Linked DNA regions of Anser cygnoides: all the other regions are linked to region 2. A link is a contact called in public Hi-C data. All regions are on one chromosome and are shown on one strand. The core of a region is the stretch at or near the end of the contact, and the rest is flanking DNA. Distances in the headings are between cores, read along the strand shown.

Region 1 (4,021 bases), core at 317-2,816, 160 kb before region 2:
ACAACCATATGAACCAGGATTCTGTTAAAAAGCCAGCTTATAGAGAGCAAAGACATGCCCTTTATGTTGTCGATGAATGAGGTTTCTAGTCTTAAAACACAATGGCCATAGTTTTCAGACAGTAACTAGCTTGCTGACTTACCTGTATTTGATTTCCTTCCTAGTAATTCTGCAGTTAAGCAAAATATTTCTAGACATTTAGAGTTAACAAAGTGAAATATCTTTTCAATGCAAATATCTTTCCCTCATCAAATTATTCACTCGCAGAACCATTTTTTTCCTAACATCTCACTGCTTAAAAGTACAACTTTTCAGCACGCGTATGGAGGTCTGCTGAAACTTACTCAGAGTTTTAAAATGAGGCACCCCAAATACTGCATTTCTCACAGCCTTCAACCCTTCAGCAGTCAGAGAGTTGAAACGGGAATGTCAACTACTAAAATCATTCAACACAAGAGTCAGAACTGCCTTAAAAGAAAAAAGAAAAAAAAAAAAAAGCATTCTGCTAAACATCACTGTCATCCCTCAGACAGAAAAGGAGAACTTTTAAAAACAGGCAAACAAACCGATGCTTGGCATGCATCACTAGCGCTGCTCCCGCACAGCCACAGAACAGATAACCTCCATATCATTAATTGTCAAGTTCATTTCCTAATCAAACCTTGCCAGGCACATCTCACGCAGACACCTATATTTGCAGCAACTCTGGATGTTCCGAGGAAGGCCGGCTTTTGTTAGAGATCCGATTCAAAGACGTGAAAACAGCTTCCCCGCGTGCTCGCGGACAGAAGAGCCTCTTACTCTGACTTTATACTTGCAGAGATGCGAAAGCCCAGTACCACAGCCCCGGCAGCCCCTGCGGGCCTGCTCCCTTCTAACCACAGCCGCCAGGAGCACAAAACTCCTTCGCCAAAAGCACCGGCCAGCCAGCGCACGCGAACCGGCACCAAAAACCCCACGTTTCTCACGGGTGAAGCACAAACACGTCCCGTCGCACCGGCCGGCTGCCCCTACCAGGACCAGCTTCATACCCGAGCGGCTTTGTTACTCTGCCCGAACCACAAGCCGTGGGGCTCGATGGGGGCCGTTACGAGGGGGGGGGGGGGGGGGGCGCTGTGAGGGCCCCCAACCGCCGCCAACCGCCATCAACCGCCCGCGGCCTCGCCTCGCCTCACCTGTGCGTGGCGCCGCCGCCGCGCCCGGCGCCGTCCCCGCCCCCGCCGGCTCCCATGGAGGAGCCGCCACCGCCTCGTGCTCGTGCCCGTACTCGTGCCCGTGCTCGTGCGTGCTCGTGCCCGCGCGCCCCCGCCCCGCCTCGCCCCGCCCCCCGCGGCAGCCCGCCCCCACCCTGTCCGCAGCTGCCGCCGCGCTTCCGGGGGCGCCACATAAGTCCCGCGAGGGAGGTGGCAGCCGCCGCGGTGAGGAGGGCGGAGGGGAGCGGCCGTGGTACCTCGGCTGCAGCAGGTGCGTGCAAGGCGGCGCCCCACGGCTGGCCAGGGGCGCGGCGCGCAGGGCGGGACGGGGTGGGGAGAGGTGGGGGGGGAGGAAAAAAGATCGCGTCGGCACCGCTCCGCGCATGTGCGGGCCTTGCCGCTTCGAGCTGCCTGCTCCCGGCGTGCCCCGCGTGGGGGGGGGGGGGCTGAGAGCGGCGCGGTGCATGATGGGGGTTGTAGTCTGGAGGGGGGCGTGGCTGGGGCGCGGCGGGAGGTTGGCAGTGAGGGCCACTTCCCTTCGCTTTCCTTCCCAGCGTTAGCGAGTTACTCGCCGCGCGATGGCCGCGGGCCCTTACTGCCTTACGTGGCCGTGGGCGGGCGGCGCCATCTTGCGAGCCTCCCGTAGCGCCCAGGTGCTGTAAGGTGCCCCTGTGGGGGGCACCTGGCGCGGCCAGGAGTGCTGGCTCCTGGGATGGAAAGCGCCTCGCAGTTACCGTAGTGTTTTTGAGGGAAACTGGATGTTAAAAAGCGAATTAGCCGAGTCTTAAGAGCTACCACTGCTTTGGCTAAGACACTCAAACAAAGAGGCCGGGTTATAGGAAACTTTCGATCTCTTTGACTAAATATTTTCCTTGACTGTAAAGCAGTGCTTTCTTTTCCTACTTAAAAAGTGTTGGGAACTGATTATTGATTGTATAATTACATCATTTTTATAGAGTGCTAGATAAGTTACAAATACTGGCAGAGGTAGCATACGAATTACCTGTAGCAATGATTTATTCCGAAATAAAACTGGAAGATCACATAACTTGTTGTCTTCAGATTTATTTTTTTCCCAAGATAGAGCAAAACAAACTATAAAGACCGTAGTATTGGGGGAAAAATGAGTAGGGGCTCAGGAAACCAAATATAAAGGCAGGAAGCGCACTTAATGTCTTCCTTTTAGGCAGTGATCCAGCAGTCTGCTCCAGTACTTAAATTTGATAGTTTAGGATCCTGGTCAGTACTCTAAATGCATGTGGATGCTCCATCATGTGTTCTTTCTTCACTGGTTTATGTGCACTCTACCCAGTTTTTATATCAGAAACTGACACAGCAGGAATGAAGACAACTTCTCTTCAGCTGAAGTATGAGCTGTGGTCCTGCTCAGATGTGTCTTATGGCTGTGCAACATTTTTATTTTTTAGAGCCCACAGCCATGTGCTGCATAGAGAACATTCACTGTCTCAAACAAGATGTGCATGATGAGCAAAAACTACTGAAAGAATACAGGCTGTTCTGGAATGTGTTTTCTTGCAATATGTGAAAATCTGTAAAACCAAAATGGTCCTTTATCCCAATGTTTCAGTGAGGAATTATACCTTTTGACTTCCAGATGTGCTTGGGTAACTGCTGATTCACCTTCAGGAGAAGCCCTGAGCGAAGCTTAAGTGCATATCCCTTGTAAATAGAGTGCTGGTGAAGAACAGTTAAAATAATCTTTTCTTATCAGATATGCTAGTTAATCAACTGCTTTAAAACAACAACAATAATACTCTTATCATGGTAGCCTCACCTTCCTTCCTGCTCTTATCCAATTTACCAATTCTGTCAGCTGTTTTGGCTTGTACTATCAGCTCTAAATTTCCAAGAAACTGCTCTGCCAGCCAAGATTGCTAGAAACAGTGCCATGTTCTGGCTTCAGTCCTTCCTATTCTGAAACACCCTCTTTCCTGGTAGAGAGGGTTGTACTGCTAAGCGTTTTATCTGTACAAGTTCTCTCAATTAGGAGAGAACTGCTTTAAAATTGTAATGTTGAATGACAAGAGACTTGGCTGTTTGTGAAAGCCAGGTCTTGCTTATGTAAAACGAAGTATTCAGTGGGGCAAAGGTCTTGTCATTGCTTGAATGTGAAGTTCCTGGCATTCATTTGATGTTGATAACACAGCCCAGCTATATACGAGGAATATGATATTCTATAAATAACATACAGCATTTCACTTTCTGGGAGAAACAGTGTGACTAAAAGCAGACATAATCACGGTAGAGCTTTTTACCTCTTTCCAACTCCCCGTATAGTAAAGGCAGTGAGAATCTTGAAATTGGAAAATAAATATCCTGACTTACACATTAAGCTTTCAAATAGCATCACCGCATGATGAAATTGCATGGATGCTGGAGTGACTGGATATTGTCATTTTCCCCACAATCATGTGCCACTTAGCAGATAGGGCAGACAGGCTGATTATTGCTTTTAGCAGGCTATGCATTGCCACACTGTGTAGTCTTGGGACGCTGCAAAGATAAGGAAGAAATTTAGCGAATGCTCTGGATAACGAGCATTCATTAAAAAATTGTGACATGGCAGACTCCAAGTCTGATCCTGCTCTTGTAGGAGGCAATTAGAGCAGGATCAAAGAGCTGCTCCATCTACTTGTTTATTAATGGAGGAGCAGATCTTAAAAAACAAAAAAACACTGAAATCACATAGTGTCTGCATGAATATGTCTGTCTGTCATTAACTGATAATTATTTTGAGGCTACTCATGGTAGACCTAAACTTTTCCTGCCCCAATGACGTATTTTACTAATGATATTTTAGTTTTTTA
Region 2 (3,986 bases), core at 1,327-3,826:
AGAAAAAAGGAAGAAAGGAAAACAGAAAAAAAAAAAGCTTAACAAGCAGAGAGAAGGGAAGGCTACTGTTTGACAGATTTTAAACCTACAGATATTAAGAGTCTCATTGGTTCCACCACTTTCCAATTTGCCGTTTTCTGTAATCAGAAAATACTTAGTTGTGCCTTGGGAAGACACCCTGCATTTACTTGATGAAACCAAATTCTGCAGCGTGAGAAAAAAAAACACACAGAACTTCAACAATGCTATGTAGTTACAGTACATCCAGTGTTTCTTTCTGTCTCTTTAGCATTACACTGAACTACGATGCTTTAACTGTTTTTTTTTTAATTGCTTGAAATACTTTGACTTGAAGAATACAAAATGTTATTCTAGACCAGACTTGTAAGCCAATCTAGCAACAATTCAGCTGCATAGCCAGCTCCAGATATCCTTCTGAAGACGCAAGAACAGAGTAATACAGTATAACCTGCCGTACATAACATGGAAGGTATGGTATAATCTGTAATCTTCTCCATGAAGTGTTAATCCTAATTGTTAGAAGCTGTTTTCACATACAAATCAGACAATTTCTCTAGCTTGTTTGGCTCAATTTGTGATCATTTACAAATCTTTGTTTGCACTAGTAACTGTAAGTCTGGATATAATTACACACATAAGCATCCCAGGAGCTCTACTAAATTCTTCATCTCAAATATGATCAGTGACAGTCAGATCAAATTGTTATGTGGAAAACTGGCAAGTTAGTGACTTTTAAAAACAGTCTTCATTTCATTGTACACACCATTGTTCTTGAGCACGCAACATGGGTACTTCCCTCAACCTGTCAGAGGAGGACTGCAGCAGAAATCCTGAGCCATGACTACTTGTAAAACCAGGCAACATGCCAGGAACAAGCTTGTCTTCAATACGTATGCCTTTATCACCACAGTTCCTTAGGATCTACACACAGGAATCAAGAAGAAAATTTCTCTCAAACCGAACACTTCCCTGAAATCAACCACATGCAGGGAAATAACATCTGAAAAAGCAGATTAGTTCATATGCTATTCTATTCGACACGCAGTGGGTTGGAGGGCATCTCACCACTTGACAAGGAAACTGACAAAGCAACGCAGAGGTGGACCTGTACTCTGGATCAGATCTCTCTGCCTCCACAAGCCTGAGGGAGGAAGGTGTGCGTGTTCCCCACGTGCTCTTGGCTGTTTGTCAGCCCACACCCGCGGGCCTCTCCTTTCCACTTGCACCTGTAGTGGGACCAGCACATCACAGAAACTAGCTGAGTTCAGGACTCAGCTTTCAAACCAAATTCAACCTGCTTTCCATTTTTTCTGCAAGCACGAGTTGGCAAACGCTCACCAATCTCTGTCAGAATTATTTTTAATCTCCTGATGGTGAGGCACTGGCACAGGTTGCCCAAAGAAGCTGTGGATGCCCAATCACTGGAGGTGTTCCAAGGCCAGGCTAGATGGGGCTGGGGGCAGCCTGGTCTGGTGGGTGGTGTCCCGGCCCATGGCAGGGGGGTTGGAACTGGGTGGGCTTTCATGTCCCTTCCAACCCAAGCTGTGCTGTGCTATCAGACTCACAGTGAAAACAATAACATTCTACAAAATAAATCAGTTAAGAAAATGATATTTGGAGACTGAGCTGTAGCTGTCTGAACGCAAGATTTAGTGCCAACCCTCTTAACGCTGCAACACGCGCGAGGACACGGAGGGGCCCCCCCACGCCCAGGAGGCAGCACCCCGGGCTCCCCCAGTCAGAACTTGCAGTCCCCGCGCCAGCACCCTGCCCACACCGCTGCCTGCCGGAGGAGGTTTCCCTTTTCCCTTTTCTCTTCTCCCTCCCCGCGGAGCCCGAGGCCGGCAGCGGTGTCACCGGGCCCCTCCAGCAGCCACCACCACGAAGTTGGGGGAGAGGCGAACAAACCCCGGACGGGTGCGTGAGCCACAAAATAAGAGAGTTTAAAAAAAAAAAAAAAAAAAAGGAAAAGAAAGAAAGAAGGAAAGCGACAGCCGTCGCTCGCAGGGCGGTGGGAGCCATAACATCGCGGCTCAGACCCGCCTCGGGGCGGCAGCGAGCGGAGACCCCTCGGTGTTTTGGGGTGACCCGGGGCCCAGCGCCGCCGTCTCCGTCCCCACGGCCCCGGAGGAAACTTCTCCGGCTGAGGACCGGCCACCACCGGCCAGCCGGGACGCGGCACGGCCCCGGCCCCGGCCCCGGCCCCGGTCCCTGTGGCAGCTCCAGCCCCGCCGGCCGGGCCCTCGCCCTCCCGGGGAAGGCGGCCCCGTCCCGCCCGGTCCGGTCCGGTCCGGTCCGGTCCGGTCCCGTCCCGTCCCGTCCCGTCCCGTCCGGCGGGGCACAGCGCCCGGGGCCCCTCCGTCCGCAGCCACCGGCGGAGCAAACCGCCGCAGCCACCTCCTGCTCCTCGCCCCCCGTCCCCACTCACTCACCGCGGCGGCCGCGCTCCGCTGGCGGCGGCAGTGACACCCGGGGCTGCCGCGCTCCGCCGCCACCGCCGCGACCCCTTCCTGCCACCGCCCCGCACCGCCCCGGGGTGGAGACAGCCCCGCCACCACCCCCCGCCCCGCACCGCCCGCACCGCCCCGACCGGGACGCGGCGCCGTGCACGTCGCCCTCTGCCGAGCAGTGGCGGGCGGCGGGGCCGAGCTGGATCAGGGCGTCTCGGTCCCCGGCGGCGGGCGGCGAGGTGCCGAGGGCTCCCGGCAGAGGCACGGCCGTATGGCCGGGCGGCCCTCCTCCTTGCCGGTACCGCGTAACTTTGTGCCGGGCTGCTCGCCTCTCGGCCGGGAAGCTGAAGGCCCGGCCGAAGGGCTTCGGGCCTTACCCTGGGCCGTGGAAGGAGCCCCAAACAGTCCTGGGTATGCAAACCTTCCCTGGGGCTGTCTTCTGGGAATACCAGGGCCCTCAAAAACCAGCCCTTCTTGTGAGTGCAGGACATCTGACCTGCAAGTATTAGTACACGGAGCCAAAGCCTTTGAAAAGGGAAATTGAAAAGCACTGACGAATTATGCTATCGACTTTTTGAAAAGGAATTGGGAACATTGAGGAAGATTTTCTTTAAGATGTTGCTTCGGATTTTTCAAAGTGCTATCTTCAAAGTTGGAAGAAATCAACATTTCGGCTTTTTGTGAATACCTTTGTATAGAAGAGGTCACTAATTTAAGGAAATGCTGCCAACTCCTATAGTAAACATTATACAATCTACCTTAGACTTAATGTTTAATGGCCCTCTAAATAATTCTGCTGTACTTACTTCCATTTGCCTGTATTGCTTTCATTACTTTGAGTGTTGTTTGAATGTTGTTTTTTGTTTTTTGTTTTTTTTACTTTAATTTCAGTTATGTTACTTGTCTCTTTGCCAAATGAATCCGTACTGATTCGCAAAGCACATAAAATGAATACATTAAAACGTGCTGTTTAACTTTTGCCTCCTCATCTTCTGAACCCTGAGATGAGACTTTCCCTGTCCTTTTCTTTGAATATGATATATTCTGGCATAGAAAAATAAAACAGCTTTTTTATTTTGCAACTTAGGCTGTAGCCTCCTAGCATGAAGTGCGGAAAAATAAATTTACCACGCATTAGGCCCTCTAATTTCCTGTGAGGCTGACTTCACCGAGTTTTAAAAATATTTGTCATCATACATGATTGGGTATATACTTTAATGTCTTTTTGATAAAGACAAAGTATTCCAAATGTTCTTTTTCATAAAAGATAAATTACTATAAGGCTTTTGTGGAAATAAAACTGGTGGGGGGGGGGAGGGGCATGTTTCTTTACTTTGCAAACCCTTTCTTTAAATCTATAGACTCCTGCATTAGGTCCTAATTCAACAAATATTTCAAATATTTGGAAAGTAGATGCATGCTTAAGTAACTAAATTTGAGGTGAAAATTATATCAAATTGAAGGATTTATTTGGTCTGTGGGTACAATGTCATGATAATGCACTTAGACTTTATT
Region 3 (3,682 bases), core at 445-2,944, 220 kb before region 2:
ATGAATTTTGTATAAGCAGACTGAGCAAGCAGGAAAAGTAAATGAAAGCGGTGGGAAAGAAGGCCATGTAATCCCTCCTCACCAAGAAATATCAGATGTTTAGTTTAACAGAGGGTTATGTTTCTGAAACTGGTATGGTCCTTGCAGCTGGCGATGCCACTTCCTTGCTGGTTGGAGCTGCATATGAACGCTGCCCCAGACCCACCCTTGTTACGGGGATGTTCCCAGCCAACATGTAATGGCCGCTCCCTACCGCTGCTCATCTAAAGACTGAACCCTGTGACACCTGTAAGAAAGCTGACACACGGCATGACATAAATCAGTTTGTTCTTCAGCTAGTAAGAACTGAAGTTAAGTTTAAAAACAATAGCGCAATAACAAAGAATACGTTTCTCTGTATCTTTGATTTTCACCTTCTTGCTAGCCAAAAATTCATTTTCAAAGTCGTCTTCTCTCAAGTTTCAGTTTAGCTGACTTAGTGGTATAACACAAAAAAAGGCTCATCAAAAAATTAAATTGCCTTTTAAATAAGAAAAACAAAGTTTTAAAAACATGATGGATTTCATCGAATAGACACCGACTTTTGTCTTAAAAAAAACCAAAATGCTAATAGCAGCAGGGGTGCCCGTTGCTTCTACGTCAGACAAGAGACGCATGTTTGGCAGAATACCATGCTACCATGCCTGAAAACACAGTTCCGTAGATAGCACTTTGAAGCCATCAACGTAAACAAAAACAATGCTATATTCAGGTTTGAGTAGGCACAGCAGTGCACAGAGAGACAGTAGTTAACAACAAGATGCACTCTCCAAGTTACGGGAGAAAACGTCAAGCTTAATCCACGCGATTTGCTTTGCTGGATCTCCCATTTGTTTAGCTGAAACACTTTCAATGACTGGCTCTTTGTCCCGACGAGATATAGCCTGCAGCAGGTACGGAGGTGCTTGCAGTAGAGGTGCCATTCATTCCCTTACACCGTGCACGCCGCAGGTCACCTCCCTCATCTCTCTACAAGCAGCGCACGCAACGGCCCCGAAGTTTTGCGCCCTGCCTCCTTCCCCACCGCTCCTTCCCGCACTCGGCCGCTGCCTAGCGCCGCATTTACCGAAGGGCCACGCAGACACGGCCGCGCGCCCACCACAGCCCCCCGCTGGGCTCCTTGCAGCCTCACGACGGCACCGGGGGCGCACCGGGGCTTTCCCCGCACGACACCGCGGGCCTCGCCTCCCTCCATTTCAAACCCGCGCCGAGCAGCTCCCTCCTCCATCTTTATCACCCTAGCGAGCGCTCTTGATCGAGGAAGGGGAAAATTTTTAAAAAAAACAAACAAGACCACCCCGCAAGCAGCGCGCTCCCGAGCACACCCGGGACGGCAGGGAAGGGAGGGCAGGGGCACGGCGAGCATGACGGGGCCGCCCCCAGCCCGCCGACCCCCGACCCGCGGCCGCCTCCTACCTGAGCTCCAGGGCGGCGCCGAGGGTGGCGGCGGAGCAGCCGGGGCCCCGCTCGGCTCCACTCCGCTCCCTTCGGCTCGGCTCGGCTCGGCTCGGCTCTGCTCGGCCCGGCCCGGCCTGGCCCGGCGCGGCCCTTCCCCGCCCCGCTCTCGGCGCCGGGGGCGGGACGCCGCGGCAGCGTCGAGCCCGACCCCCCCTAGCGGCCGCCCGGGCCCCGCCTCGCGCCGGACCGTGCCCGCGCCGATCGTCCCCGCAGGGAGCCACGGGGCCCCGCGGAGTCGTCCCCGGTGCCGGGACAGGCGCAGGGCGGAGGGGTCCGTGGGGACTCCCCCCCTGCCGTAGCAGGGACAGGGGGAGCGGGAGGAAGCGGGGCGGTAGGGCCTGAGCGACCCGGTGCGGGTTCCCCCTGCGGGTGACCCTGCGGAGCTGCAGGGCTTGGGCAGGAGCCGCCTGGGGAGCTCATAGAATCATAGAATCATAGAATCACTCAGGTTGGAAAAGACAATCTGTCAAAGTCATCTGTTCCAACCATCTCCCTACCACCGATGTCACCCCTAAACCATGTCCCTAAGCACCACGTCCAACCTTTCCTTGAACACCCCCAGGAATAGTGACTCCACCACCTCCCTGGGCAACGTGACCACTCTTTCTGACAAGAAATGTCTCCTAATTTTAATTTGCTCCTCCAAATTGTTTCCTCCTTTCACAGGAGGCTGATGGAAGACACCCATCACTTGAGTGCAACTGCAAGGCCCCAGCATCTCCAGTTACTTTCCGTTGTTTTTAAGCCCTAAACACTTCAATAAGCACTTCGGTAAAACAAGAAGAGTTGAACACCTTTGAGTTGAACTCCTTTGGTCCACATATGACGAGTACTTATTTTGAACAAGAGGAACCCAACTTTCTATATACTGTCTAGAGATGCCTCCCTTGGCAGAAAATAGAGGTATAATAAAAGCAACAGAAATCCTTTGGAGATCTCAATGCCATCAGTATTTTAGTTTGGATTTTCACAGCAAAAATGAAAGGTATCTGCCCTTTATATCACTGGATGCAATGAAGAGACATGGCAAAACTCTCCAGGGTTTTTGCTTCCAAAAAAAAATAATTGCCAGCCGCCACCAGGTTCAGCAGGACACCACAAGGTCACAACTGTGCTGTCTGTCAATGGCTTAACTTCTTCAACATCACACTGAAATTTTGATAGCAACTTAGTAAAGCTACCTCCCAGTTTACCTTTCCAAAAGGGATGCTCGCTTCAGCCTCCATAAACAAAAGTAGATGTTAATGACATGCCAAGTTTGACTCATAAGATCATGCAACTGGTGCTACGTGGAGTAAGTGGGTCACACTGATCACACAACGGGCTTGATTAGGAAACCCCCCCCAGTCACCCAGAAGTCTTGGAAGTAGTTATGGATTGGCCAGAAGGCAAAGATTTCAAAATATCATCACAGGAAGAGGTGATGTGCTGAAGAAGCCCCACTGTATAACAAGCTATCAGAAAATGAGAAGCAATATGCCCTGTTCACTGATGGGTCCTGACATATAGTGGGAAAGCATTAGAGGCGGAAGGCTGCTGTATGGAGTCCTACATGGTAAGTCGCAGAAACTGCTGAATGAGAAGGTGAATTGAGATGATTTGAAGAAATGAAGGCCATCCAGCTGGCTTTAGATGTTGCTGAATAAGAAGTGACCCATGCTCATCTCTATACTGACTCATGGGTGGTAGATGGTATGGTGCTGTGTTTTGGATTTAGGATGAGAATAAAGCTGATAACACACCGATGTTTCAGTTGTTGCAGAGCAGTGCTCACACAGTGCCCAGGACTTTTCAGCTTCTGGTGCTGCCCTGCCAGCAAGAGGCTGGGGGTGCACGAGGAGCTGGAGGGCACAGAACCAGGACAGCTGGCCCAGACTGGCTAGAGGGATGTCCCGTAACACGTGGTGTCATGCAGAACAATAAAAATAGGGGAGTTGGCTGGGGAGGGCATGTGTCTGCTTCTTGGGAATGGGCTGAGCATTGGTCAGTGGGTGATAAGTAATTGCATTGTGCATCACTTGCTTTGTATATGCTTTTATCATTATTATTATTGTCTGTTCCTTTTCTGACCTATTAAAATGTCTTTATGTCAACCCATGATTTTTAACTTTTTTTTTTTTTTTTTTCCCAATTCCACAGTGGGATGGCAGAGCAGGGAGTGAGTGCATAGCTGTGTGGTGCTTAA

The links. A called contact is a pair of places that touch in the nucleus more often than the background predicts.
Region 1: a Hi-C map of liver shows a contact between it and region 2, with 19 times the contacts expected there. The contact joins the promoter of PPIP5K2 here to the promoter of PAM in region 2. A contact is called at or near these places in 2 of 7 Hi-C or Micro-C datasets (both in liver).
Region 3: a Hi-C map of liver shows a contact between it and region 2, with 3 times the contacts expected there. The contact joins the promoter of MACIR here to the promoter of PAM in region 2. A contact is called at or near these places in 2 of 7 Hi-C or Micro-C datasets (both in liver).

What each region holds. Positions count from the first base shown.
Region 1 is chrZ:25,631,131-25,635,151 of Taihu_goose_T2T_genome, reverse strand. It overlaps PPIP5K2 (diphosphoinositol pentakisphosphate kinase 2), which reads right to left and starts at 1,566. Exons shown (of 31, transcript XM_066988460.1): 1 at 1,451-1,566. It overlaps GIN1 (gypsy retrotransposon integrase 1), which reads left to right and starts at 1,318. Exons shown (of 8, transcript XM_066988477.1): 1 at 1,318-1,464.
Region 2 is chrZ:25,471,105-25,475,090 of Taihu_goose_T2T_genome, reverse strand. PAM (peptidylglycine alpha-amidating monooxygenase) reads right to left here and starts at 2,576. Exons shown (of 25, transcript XM_048050219.2): 1 at 2,454-2,576.
Region 3 is chrZ:25,690,771-25,694,452 of Taihu_goose_T2T_genome, reverse strand. It overlaps MACIR (macrophage immunometabolism regulator), which reads right to left and starts at 1,694. Exons shown (of 3, transcript XM_048050236.2): 1 at 1,456-1,694.